Regions from separate parts of the Zea mays genome. Here region 2 is linked to region 1. The links are chromatin contacts, called in public Hi-C maps. All regions are on one chromosome and are shown on one strand. The core of a region is the stretch at or near the end of the contact, and the rest is flanking DNA. Distances in the headings are between cores, read along the strand shown. Region 1 holds the start of LOC100193936. Region 2 holds the start of LOC100285646 (syntaxin 132).

What was found. Hi-C and Micro-C count contacts between places; a contact is called where the count stands out from the background.
Region 2: a contact with region 1 is called in a Hi-C map of leaf mesophyll, with 4 times the contacts expected there. The contact joins the promoter of LOC100285646 here to the promoter of LOC100193936 in region 1. A contact is called at or near these places in 4 of 25 Hi-C or Micro-C datasets (ear, endosperm, leaf and 1 more).

The regions. Positions count from the first base shown.
Region 1 is chr7:7,454,757-7,460,604 of Zm-B73-REFERENCE-NAM-5.0, forward strand. LOC100193936 reads right to left here and starts at 3,340. Exons shown (of 32, transcript NM_001359352.1): 1 at 3,113-3,340; 2 at 2,733-2,811; 3 at 1,787-1,934; 4 at 1,533-1,690; 5 at 1,150-1,415; 6 at 846-1,064; 7 at 637-745; 8 at 444-559. The coding sequence starts at 3,139.
Region 2 is chr7:7,723,467-7,729,314 of Zm-B73-REFERENCE-NAM-5.0, forward strand. It overlaps LOC100285646 (syntaxin 132), which reads right to left and starts at 3,363. Exons shown (of 12, transcript NM_001158537.1): 1 at 3,246-3,363; 2 at 1,962-2,066; 3 at 1,745-1,801; 4 at 1,537-1,585; 5 at 1,338-1,426; 6 at 925-998; 7 at 787-829; 8 at 63-149. The coding sequence starts at 3,263. It overlaps LOC103631975 (nipped-B-like protein B), which reads left to right and starts at 5,695. Exons shown (of 2, transcript XM_008653830.3): 1 at 5,695-5,848.

The DNA.
Region 1 (5,848 bases), core at 2,090-4,589:
AGGACAAGCATCTGATATGATTACACTGCGCCACAAATCTACCAACTGTGGATAACATTATTGACTTATTGTCATGGTATGATGATTGTCTTGAAATATTAAAAAGTTTGAATCTTGAGGATGCACAATATGGCCTTTACCCTTCACTTAACTGCTTGGTAAATAATTTAGCATTTTCAATGTCCCCTTTTACACCTGAGATGCATCCTAGCACAAAATGTATAAATATGATTTGAATAAATTGCGGTATTGAGTAGAAATCCCTGAGTTGCTTTAAGAAACAAGTTTGTCCTTATCTTAGTGATTCCATTTAGGTAATAACTGTTAAACAAATGTAAGCTTGGTTACATTGAGTTTGATATTTTTCCATGGCCATGTGATTATATGGTCATGCTGCCTGAGAAAAAAGAGGGTTTATCTATCACATGATGCATAATACTAACCTGCAGACCATGCTTATCGGCATGATACTTGTTGTCACCTTCCAATTGCTCCACTTCTACGTACTTGTCAAATGAAGCGTAGACATCCTGACAACCTTTGACATCAAGCTGGAGATCTGCATTAGAATTACAACTATGTTAAACAACAGTCCAGTTTAAACTTCGCTATTTATGTGGAAACAACATCACTTGCCATAGAAGGATTCCTTTCTTGTTGATTTGAAATCTACATTGATGCACTCAATGTAGTTCATGTGGTGCCCTTCAAACAATTGTTGTATTGTGCCCTCTACAACAGTTCCCTTGAGTCAACATTTTACAAGCATAATTCAGTCAGAGCTACAACGGTTCAGTAAACAACACCGGAGGATATAAAAAGGAAAGACCTTACAGACGTCAAACCTTCATCTTATCTTCCAACTTCTCAGAAAGAACTCTGTTCAATTCTTGAACATCATGTTGCATAAATGAATCATGCATGTCCCACCCGAATGATTTTGTGAGCTCCTTTGTAGAGACACTGCTGTCATTATACTGCAACTTATAGAAGAGTGACTGTAGAGCTAAAGGGATGCTTCCTGAGGGCATATCATTCTCAGTGGTGGGCATGTGATAAACAGCCTGGCAAGAAATATCTGTAGTTAGCTGCATCTATCCAAGCAGGTTGAGCAGGGGAGCAATGACATGTGAATTTTCTCGTTTGTACCTTTCTGAAATATGGGATGTGGTACAGCGTCTGAAGAAGAGAATTCATATAGCAGGTAGCACCTTGATTTTTAAGACCAACATAGCCAGTTTCCTTTTTAGAGTCATAACTCCAATAGTCAACAACTTTACATACAGCAACTTCAGCTTCCACTATACAAGTATCATTTACAAGATAACCTCTACTGTGGTTGTAGAGTTCACCCAACGGCATAAATGAAGTGAAACCCCAATCACTTTCTCGAGCAGAGAACTGATGTTGTGTTTCTGCAAGAATTATAAGTCAGACGCCTAAGTTTGTCACTAAAACCTCAAAGTATGGAAGCCAATCAATATCTTGACATGTGCTAGGTTGAAAAACAAGGGCAAGATAAAAGAATGGACCTTTTCTTATTGTGAATTTGTTGTGAATTTGATTAACCACAGAGAGGCTGAATTGTGCATATCTAGTCCACCCATAGGGCAATACCCCAGAATCAGCCACATCCAAATACATAGATAAGAATTCAACATTATTTCCCCTTGGGAAAATCAAGATTCGCCTGCAAAGCAAAAAGGACTCCATCAAATACAAAAAAAAAGGTAAAATTAAATAAATATACTAATTTGGAGTAAAATGGAAATCAATAGGCACTTACCACTTGTAGCCTCCGACAACAAAGATTTCGGAGTACAGCTTCTTCGTGCTAACTCTTGATAGGTTCTCAATGGTCCAAGTAAATCTCGATATTGGTGGATCCTCTATCTGTTGGTTTTCCACAGTAGCAGCTGGCTCAGCAGGCACAACTGGCACAATAAAAGAAAGAAACCATCTGATAAACTCAAATGTGATCGCATAACAAACAAACCAAAGAAAAAACAAAGGAGTTCAAGTTTATTTATGGTGCATAAAGGCTCTAAAAAATTCGCTGTGTACAAAGAAGTGAAGAACAAGCAGAAAGTAACTTTAACCTACAGCAAACAGTAACCAAAATGCACCCCCACACATAAAGTCCTCATGCCAATGTGATTTTGCATAAAAACACAACTATGGTCAATCATGACAATTAAAAAAACTTACATCAGCATAAAAACATCAAATGTGTGGGCACACACAATCTATCCAGCATTAACTCAACTTAACTCCTCGAAAACAGTACAATAATCTAGTGACAGTCACATACACAATATATAAGCTATAAATAAGTGCATAATAAAATGAACAGACTACATAAGACATTACAGCTAACAGCTCCATACAAAACAGCAGTACCAAATCATAGAACAAGCAAATAAACAATCACGCTGCATGTCATAAAGTGATAACTCTGGCCACAACACTTACAAGGTCACCATTTGCACAAAAAAAAATGAAAATAATCAGGGTATAGAGTAGCAACAGCACCACACATGAATAGCAAGCAGATAAAAATTCATAGCAAATAGGAGGCAGAAAAATGCAGCATATCTAGGCAGCTGGCCTGAGTATTTAGACATCACAAGTCACGGAACATCAACTAACGAGCTGACAGGCCATATAACGAAACTAGGAATAACGTGATGAGCAAACTGAACTAATCGCTAGGCGAGATGGGCCAACCAGACCTTCCATTGGCTGCGCTCCATTGGGCAACTCCAGGTGCGGGCCATACGGCACCAGCACCTCCTCTTCCTCATGCTGCTGCTGCGAGAAAAACACGAGAGAGGCACAATATCAGATCCATTGCTCCAACCTCGCGAGGGGGTATCAAAACCCCGAACCCTAGAATTCCGTACGCGCGCGCGGTGGGCACGCCCAGACCTACACGCCACGCCAGAACTCCAACCCAGAAACCAACCCCAGAGCCCTAGGGCAACGGCGCCCGCCGCGCCTGACGGCCGGGATGCGCACGGCATCGCGGACCGATGCAGCAGGCAGGTCTCGCGCGAGGAGGCGGGAAATGAACGGAGGAGGGGGGGCATCTGCCCCTCGCACACACGCTTACCTCGGCGGGCGGCGGCGAGGTCGTCATGGCCGGCGGGACGCGGGCGGCGGGTAGCGAGGGAGTCAAGGAGGGGAGGTGCTGGTCGCCGGCGGCGACGTGGGGCCCACCCGGAAGTGGGTTACGGGAGTGGTGGTCGAGGGAGGTGGAGATCGCGACTCGCGAGTCGGGGGAGGCGGAGGAGAGAGAAAGGGAAGAGGAGAGGAGAGAGAGAGAAGGTTTTGGACCCGTGGAAAGTTCCAGGCCTCGTGCGGAGGCTTGCGGGGCAAGAACGGTGCGCTGGTGGACGGCTAGGATGAAGGGCAAGTGTGGGATGGACGGCCGCGATATTATGGGCTCGATGCGGCAGACCCCTTCTCCCATGCGATTCACCGTTGCATTTGGCGAACTAGTTTTTCAGTGCGTTGGACAGATTTTCAGTCCTCGTTCCCGCACGGGGATTATACACCCGATGGGATCCCGTCCCCTGATGGCCTGATAACCCTCGTTAAACAGCAGCACAAATTTGAAAAAAAAAACTCTAGACTTTATAGAATTAATAGAGTATTCGTATTAAAAGGGGTATCTTTTTTTCGAAAATCTGTCTCAAAAGATACCTCTGGTTAAATGTGGTTGATCCAGAGCAATCTTAAATAGGCCACCGATCGAAAAAATCTTCTGAGGTACGTATAAGTAAGAACAAAGTATGTATAAAAGATTTGTGTTAGTTTGTAAAAAGTCTATCAGGGTGTTTGGTTTCTAGGGACTAATTTTTACTCGCTTCATTTTATTTCAAATTAGTCTCTAAATTACCAAATACAGAAATTAAACTAGATTTTAGTTTTCATATTTAGCAATTTAGTGAGTAAAATCAAATAAAATAGAGAGACTGAAAATTAGTCCATATAAACCAAACACTCTTTATGTTTCTAGAGAACTGCTAGAAGTGAATACGGTTGGTCCGGAAGTGACGCAGGTTAGAGTAACACATGCATGAAAAATATAAAACAGATTAATATAGATAAGACTCCAATGAGGCACTGACCCGTCATCCATCAACATTCAACAATTACATCGGCATCAAAGCAAAGGCTCAGCCATCAGACCATCCCCATCACCACCGAGTTCAAAACATTAACACAAGAATACAGCTAAGCAAGATAGTGATGTCCAGTGTCTCGTACTCTAATGTTACACTCTGTAAACCCTAGAATGGGGTCGTAGAACTTGAGTTTCTAAATAAATAATATTAAGGTGATTTTGTTATGTGATTCACTATTGGAGCATATTTTTTAGGGTTAAAAAATATATATAATAATAAGATGAAATATTCGAACTTGTACTCCAAGCTGAAATTGTTTTGGTTTGTGCATATCTGGATTTATTACCTAAATTGGGATTTGAGTTCAAAATTCGAAATTTAGGAGAGAAGCATCTTGATTAAGTAAATTAACTTCCCATAGCTAAAACACTATTAGGTAGAATAAATAATATCAAAATCTGCAGTAAGAATTTTGTCCATATTGAAAATCATGTGGTACAATTAAAACCTGAAGTTCAAATCTAAACTAACAATTTAGTTTGAAATTGGAAACAAAACAAAGAAAAAGAAAGAATAAGGTGTTAACCGAATTGGGCCTTAACCTTGATTTTGGCCCACGACCTCTCTCCACCCACTTGGCCCAACCGGGTAACATGTCGCGCTGACAGGGGGGCGACCTGTCAGCCACCCCACTTTGCGCGCCCTGCACCGCCCACCAGGGGACCTCCTGTCCGTCAGCCCCGCGCCGCGCTTCGTTCCACTTACCTGTGGGCCCTTATCGTCAGGCTCATCCCTTACCTTCCGTCCAAACCGGGATCGGCTGTTAGGACACGGTCGGGGGCTGCCGACCTCCCCATAACAGGACCGCCCTGGACTCGCCCGCGATGCGCGGAGTCCGTTCGTGGTGCCCAGCCGTGGTCTCCCTCTGTTATCTGGACCCACCGGTCGGAGCCATCCTCTTCTCCTCCCTATATTTTCTCCGCGTCCAGCACTAACAGCACGACGAAATCCTCCGGGGGACTCGGTCTTCACTACCGCGACCGCCGTTCTTCTGCCCGGAAACCGTGCGCTGCAACGAGTATATATCGAGACCCGTTCCCTAGGTTCCGAGCCGTTTTGGCGTAGCTCCGAGTCTCACCGGTGCCGCAGGGGAGAGAGAGAGAGAGAGGAAGCTGTACACCGCCGTCGCGTCCCCGATTTCGGCCCTGTGAGTCTCTCCGTGCGTCGGGGATTGAACCGGGGAGTTCCCTGCTGTGGATTGGCGGCCGGAGCCCTTGAATTTCGTCGTCGTGGTGCGAACTCCGCCGCGTGTCCGCCAAACTCAGTGGGGCGGTTCGTCCAATGCCTGAATCAAGGTAAGAAACCCTCATCTAGTTCGTCTTGTTGGTTACATCGTGTAGCTCCGTTCAATTTGACAGAGGTCGGGGAGGTAGCAGGATCGGTCTGCGCCGGCGTGATGCTCACCGCCGTGGAGATCGGAGTGCCGCTAGCTATGCGCTATTGGTAGAAGAAAACCCTCGTCCGCTGATCTAACCACCAATGGCTAGGATTAGGTCAAGCTGTATCCCTCTGCGCGATGCATCGTGACCATAGATCTAGTGATGACCGGCTCTGGGTGCATACAGTTCCATGTGGGATCTAGCCCGTTGGATCAAGATCGAGTGTGCGGGTTTCCATCTCAATATTTTAAATCCCGAGCGTTGTTATTTGATCGGGTG
Region 2 (5,848 bases), core at 2,113-4,612, 270 kb after region 1:
AATGACATGTGCAAACATAACCGCAGGTGAAAAGTATGGTAGTGCACAGGTGCAATACTCACCTCTTCATCAGGACGATTACCAGTTACAGTAAAAACCCTTCTTTCGACAACCTCTCGATACTCTTGCCTGATTGCTTCTCTCAAGGTCTGCACCAGATATTAACAGGGTAACTTACATGATACAAACAATATATTTTAATTTTCTCCATAATTTTGTCGGCAATCGGCAGATATTCACAATGATTTACAAACTTGAAGCCCTTCTAGAATCATACCATCATCTAACTAATACTGAAAACTGAACCTGTAGCTGACCATATTTTTTTTATTTTGTTTTAGTTGAGTAAAACATGCAACCATCAATGAAGATATCCCCCTGCTCACAACGAGTAAGGCATGCAGAATTCTTGTAATTGGATATCTCTTTAGGCATGGAAAAGTAGAACACTTCCTCTCTGCTACTTTAGAAACCATATTCAAATCTTCCTAGGAGCAATTAATTTTGTGCAAGGGCAGGGCATATACCCAGTGCCCGAGGCTCCCACATGGGCGGGGTTTAGGGAAGGGATAAACAAAGGCAAGCCTTTCCCCCACAAATGCGGAGAGACTGCTTCGAACCCGCGACCCGGTGACTCAATGAAACAGCTCTCAGCACTACACCAGGCCTGGTTTGGGAAAAAATAATTTTGTACAAGTTTGTGTTTTAAAATCATCCTATGTTAATAAGATCTTATAATATCACAAAACAGCATAAGCATGACATGCATGGAAAGGAACACAGTACCTGAAAATCATCCATCCGTTCCTTCAATTTCTTTTTCACTGCTCTGTAGTAATTGGAAAAACATATTGAGTAAGCAACAAATGCATGTAAGCAAGTAAGCAGCATAACTAAAGGCTCTGATATGAAATGCAAATTTACCCAGTAGTTTGCTCTCTTGATCGGTCCACGGCAGAACCCTTTCCACATCCAGGTTTTTGCCTATTCGATAGGTTCTGTTCCAAAATGTTAGCGAGCAATTCAAGGTTAATTGTTGACAGCAGCACACAAGTCAGTTGATTTAAACAATTATAAATACCTATTTCATAAGTTCTCGAGAAATGCTGTTTGGTTCCAGTGAATTTAGCATTGTTTCGGAACAAAAAATCTTACAAAATGACATATAACAAAGTAAGGTAATGAGGTTCTCAATTTCATCTAGCAATTATCAGTAGTACGATTGACCAAGTTATGACACATCTATACAATTTCTGCAATAAGCATGGACAAATTTGATTTATATAGATATTGCTAAGACAAATACTGATAACTATCAGGGTCAAGCAAGAGCATACATCTCTTTCCAGTTCATCAACTTTTGTCTTTGCCTGACGAGCAATTTTCCCCACTTCATCAATATCTTTCTCCATCCGCTGCTTAATTGCTGTGAAAAAAGAATTGTTGCTTCTAACCATAAGCATAGAGGCAATTTCTAAAAGAATGCATACATATTTCAGATAATGGTTAAGTCTGCTAGAATAAACAAACACTTACCTTTCATGGAACTTGCTTTTGTAACTGCTTTGGATTCCTCATTTGCAGTCTACAGACAAAAAAATAGGTTTCTGATATCAATGCACATGTCAAACGTAGATTCACAAGGAAAATGGTAATCAAAAAACAAAAAATCCATTGTGAATACTAAACTCCAGGGTCGTTAGCTTAAGAAAAAGACAAAGAATGAATGGCAGAATGAACATGCCTGGAGCTTATTCAATAGATTTGACAGCTTTGCAATTATACTCTCAATTGCATCGACCTGTTACATCACAAAGCTTTACGTCATTAATCAGAAGGGGAATGTTGGAGTCGGACTAACAATACTAATGTAATTCGATGCAAACAGGAGAGTACATGTAATAACGTAAATATGGTAAGATGAAGAGACGCAAGCAGCAGAGTAATTATGCAAACAGCACCTTCTTCAAGAAATCTTTCAAGTTGTCTGAAGCATCAGCCTGATGCATTCCCATTTCAATATCTGCGTCTCTTGAGGAGTCCCGCCGAGGGAGCTCAAAGGAATCCTGTGAAACAGTAGTGTTCACAATACGTACCGCAGTTCAATCACATAAGAATAGTAAATTATACTAACTCATTTCTCGAATATTTGTCGCCCGATAGTTATTTGGGGTTTTTTATGGTGGTGCCCTCGGTTTTGCTGTTGTACTCATTTTTATCCTTAGTTGTGTTTTTTTCTCAGTTTTGTCATTCCAGTGCTATAGAATAGAATGACAAAACTGAGAAAAAAAAACACAACTAAAAGTAAAAATGAGGACACCAGCAAAACCGAGGGCACCACCATAAAAACACCTTATTTTTAAACTAAAACGCCACAGATAAAAAAGAAAAAAGAACCGAGTGAGTAGTTTATAAATCCAAAACGGAAAGCCTCGCACTGCATGTGCCAACAAACAACAGGACTGCGCCCCGCCCCCGCGTGAGAAACATCACCATTCAAATCCCAGCAGGGCTGACACACCCTCTCCATTCCAAGAGTGCAATTGGACAGATGTTACGATGGGCCATGAAAATGTTCTAGCCAAAGCGGATGAGAAAAAAAAAAGAACAAGCTTTAAAACACATCAAGCTCCAGTGAATACAAACCCTCCTGAACCCGAGCACTCCAACGGCAGCACTAAATGCAATGCAACTACTGGTGATCATTGCCGCTGTTCAAATATTCAATCAAGGTAACTGCTACACGAGCAGCTAATGCGAATGATCATTGAGGTGGTTGAAGCAGGACAGTCCACTCCAAAGGCAAAGGCAAGAGAAGAGGCACGGAACAAAAGGCAGCCGGAAGCTGAGCAAGCGCATCTTGCTTCCACCGCACAACGCAGCTGCTCCCGAACTAAAGCCACGCAGATCTAGGCGAGGCGAGCACCAGGCAAGCGGGCACCCTACCGCACGTAGCCGAGAAAACAGGGGCGGGTTCCTTCGACCGCACGCCCCGCATTCCGACCCGCGCGGCTCAAGCGATCCCTTCGGCCGCCGACCACTCCACCGCCGCTGCCTCCGGTCCCGCGAGCCAACCTATGGCTCCGCCGGCGGTCGCCGTGGGGGAGGAGCGGGCGGCGCCGAAAGGCCGTCTCCAGATCTCCAGCTCGCGCGGCGGATCCCGGCGAGCGGCGGAGTCCGCCCGGGGAGGGGGGGGGGGGGGACAGGGCGGAGGGAAGAGGAGACCGGGGTGGGGGGTCGCTTACCGTGAGGAGGTTGTTCATGGCGGCGAGGAGGGAGGGAGAGAGAGGGAGGGACAGGCGGGCGGGCGGCGAGGAGAGCGGAGGCCGCGGGACAGACGGAGGCGGGACCGGGGAAGGTGTGGCCGTTGCGCCGCAGAGGATGCTTTGAGCTGGGGGGAAGAGGTTGGGTGGGCAGAGGGTTAACGCTGCGGGTGCTGAGGCTGGCAGGTGGGCCATTCGAGGATCTCTTTCGGCAGGTAGGCGGCTGGCTGGCAAGTGCCATGGAAAGTTTTTTAAAAATTGCTTTCCATTTCCAGGGGTGTTTGCCTCGTCTTGTTCACCTCTGCCCTCTGCGCTGGAAGTGGAACACCGCGTCAGGTTGGCTTGCCACTGCCAGAGAGGTGCCTCAAACGGAGACAAAACAGCGGCGACGTCGGGCCCACCAGCACCGGACTCCGCGGGTGGCGCGCGGGGTCCACCCGCCGGTCGTCTCGCAGGTAGACCGGTGCGAACGAACTAACAGGAGGGCGAGGCTGGACCGCTGGAGCTGGAGTATGGAGGGGGCCCGGGTTTGGTCGAGAACGGAAAAACCGGCGAGAAAACCGAATTTCATCGTACCCTCAACGCTTTGTTGAAGATTTAAATTTAAACCACATGATTTCGCGTTTATCAGGCGATGTGCCAACCCTCAGCAACGACAAAACGTCTTTTGCCACCCAAAACCCATTTTAAAAGTTTCTATGCACATATTTTCAAATTTGGAAAAAAAATCGGCGAGAAACGGTGTTTTTTCATTGAAATTCTCAGTTATTTTGCTAGAAAATGATGGTTGGTAGTTTCTAATAAACCTAAAAGTTTAATATAAGAGTACTCAGAAAAATATTTAATCTTTCACAACATTTTTCTTGAATTCTATAAATATTTTATTTTAAAAAAAATTAAGCATAATCTTAGAAAACCGACCGAAAAATCCAGTTGTAATCCCTAGGACATCCTAGACTCTAGGATTTTAAATAGAAAGATGATTTTAGCCCATCACATCTCATCCGGTATCATTGCTACCAAATAAGTTCCAGGGGTTGGTGTGCATGGCCCACCGGGGCCAAGCCGTCCGAACTATAGGACAACGCAAACATGTCTTCCTCACTGTAAAAAAATACTTCATCTGATTTTTAGTATAGATTTAACATTCTCAGGGGCGGAGCCACAGGAAGAGCAAAGTGGGCCATGGCTCCCTATTTTTTAAAACCATATATATCTTATATATATTCTGTTAATTACAGATAACATTAAAGCGTGGATGAGCCAAAACAAACCTCCGTGGGCCTCCTCCGGTCCATTGCGAGCTATGGTTGTTTTGTTGGCTCCTCCATTTGCTACAAACCCACAACCATGGTTGTTAGCTTACACCACCTAGTCAACGGTTTCAAGGATCTACCGTTGTCGTGTCTCCCCACATTTAAATGATAAAAACTAAAATTATATATAAATAGAGGCTTGAATCATAGTTGTTGGCTCCACAACCACAGTCACATCTAAATAACCAACATAACACATGTGTTTTTATGTGAAGTACTTTATAACTATAAATGGAAAACGTAACAACATATGGATACTTTGCTAGTTATTATGCAAATATACGATGCAACCCATCTGATAATATTCGTTTATGGTCGTAAATATTAATACCTTTTTGTTTACACTTTGATTAAACTTTGCATTTCGTAAACTCTTCGAAGAGCGACCCAATCATAGCGGTGGACCGGTGGTCCATATTAGCGCACTGGCGGATTAGTTGTGTGTCTTTAAAATGGAGGCAGCCAGTGGATGAGATGGTCTAACTTGTGTGTCTTTAAAATGTGTAGCCGTTTCGGGATTCACCCTAGTTGCATCCCCTTCATTTCACTAGTTTGATTCCTTCTGTTGTGCAAGCAAAATCAAAACCCTTAAACTTGTCGAAAGTACACCACGACCTTAGCGGCTCCTTGGTGACTCCTAGCCGTCTAAGAACCAAGGTACCATTTGGTTCATAAAATGTAACGTAAATGGTAATGGTAATAATTCACACTTAAATACCGGCGGTAACAAATTTGAATAAGGTGGTATCCATTTATAGTGTGGTATCGATTACGGTTTGACTTAAACAAACACGATTTAACGTTATCTGTTCATATGTGAATCAAACGGCACCCAAGATCCAACGATACAGACACGAACAACGAGAATGAAGAATGCCTCAATTGCTCAAGTGTTGGATTTGCTCTAAAATTGAATTTGCTCTTTTCAAATGTGTCTTTCGAAACGAGGATTTAGATATTGAGTTTAAGAAAACTCTCAAAGATAAATTGCGCCGAAAGAAAGAGAAGAAGAAGATCCCGTCGCCACGAAGCCCACTGTGCAGATCGCCTCATCGTCGTCATGAGCCCACCCACCCACCCACCGCCATAAAAAGCCATTGCGGCTCACGGCCCACGAGACTCCGAGATGCCCGGGCGACACCGCGGATCGCTCGCCAGTCGCCACGCGGCTCCACCGTCGCCAAACGTCCCCGACCGACGGACGCGGCGACGCACGTTCTCACACACCTTCCGCCGCGGGCCTTCTTCTCCTTTCCGCTCGCCTCTTCT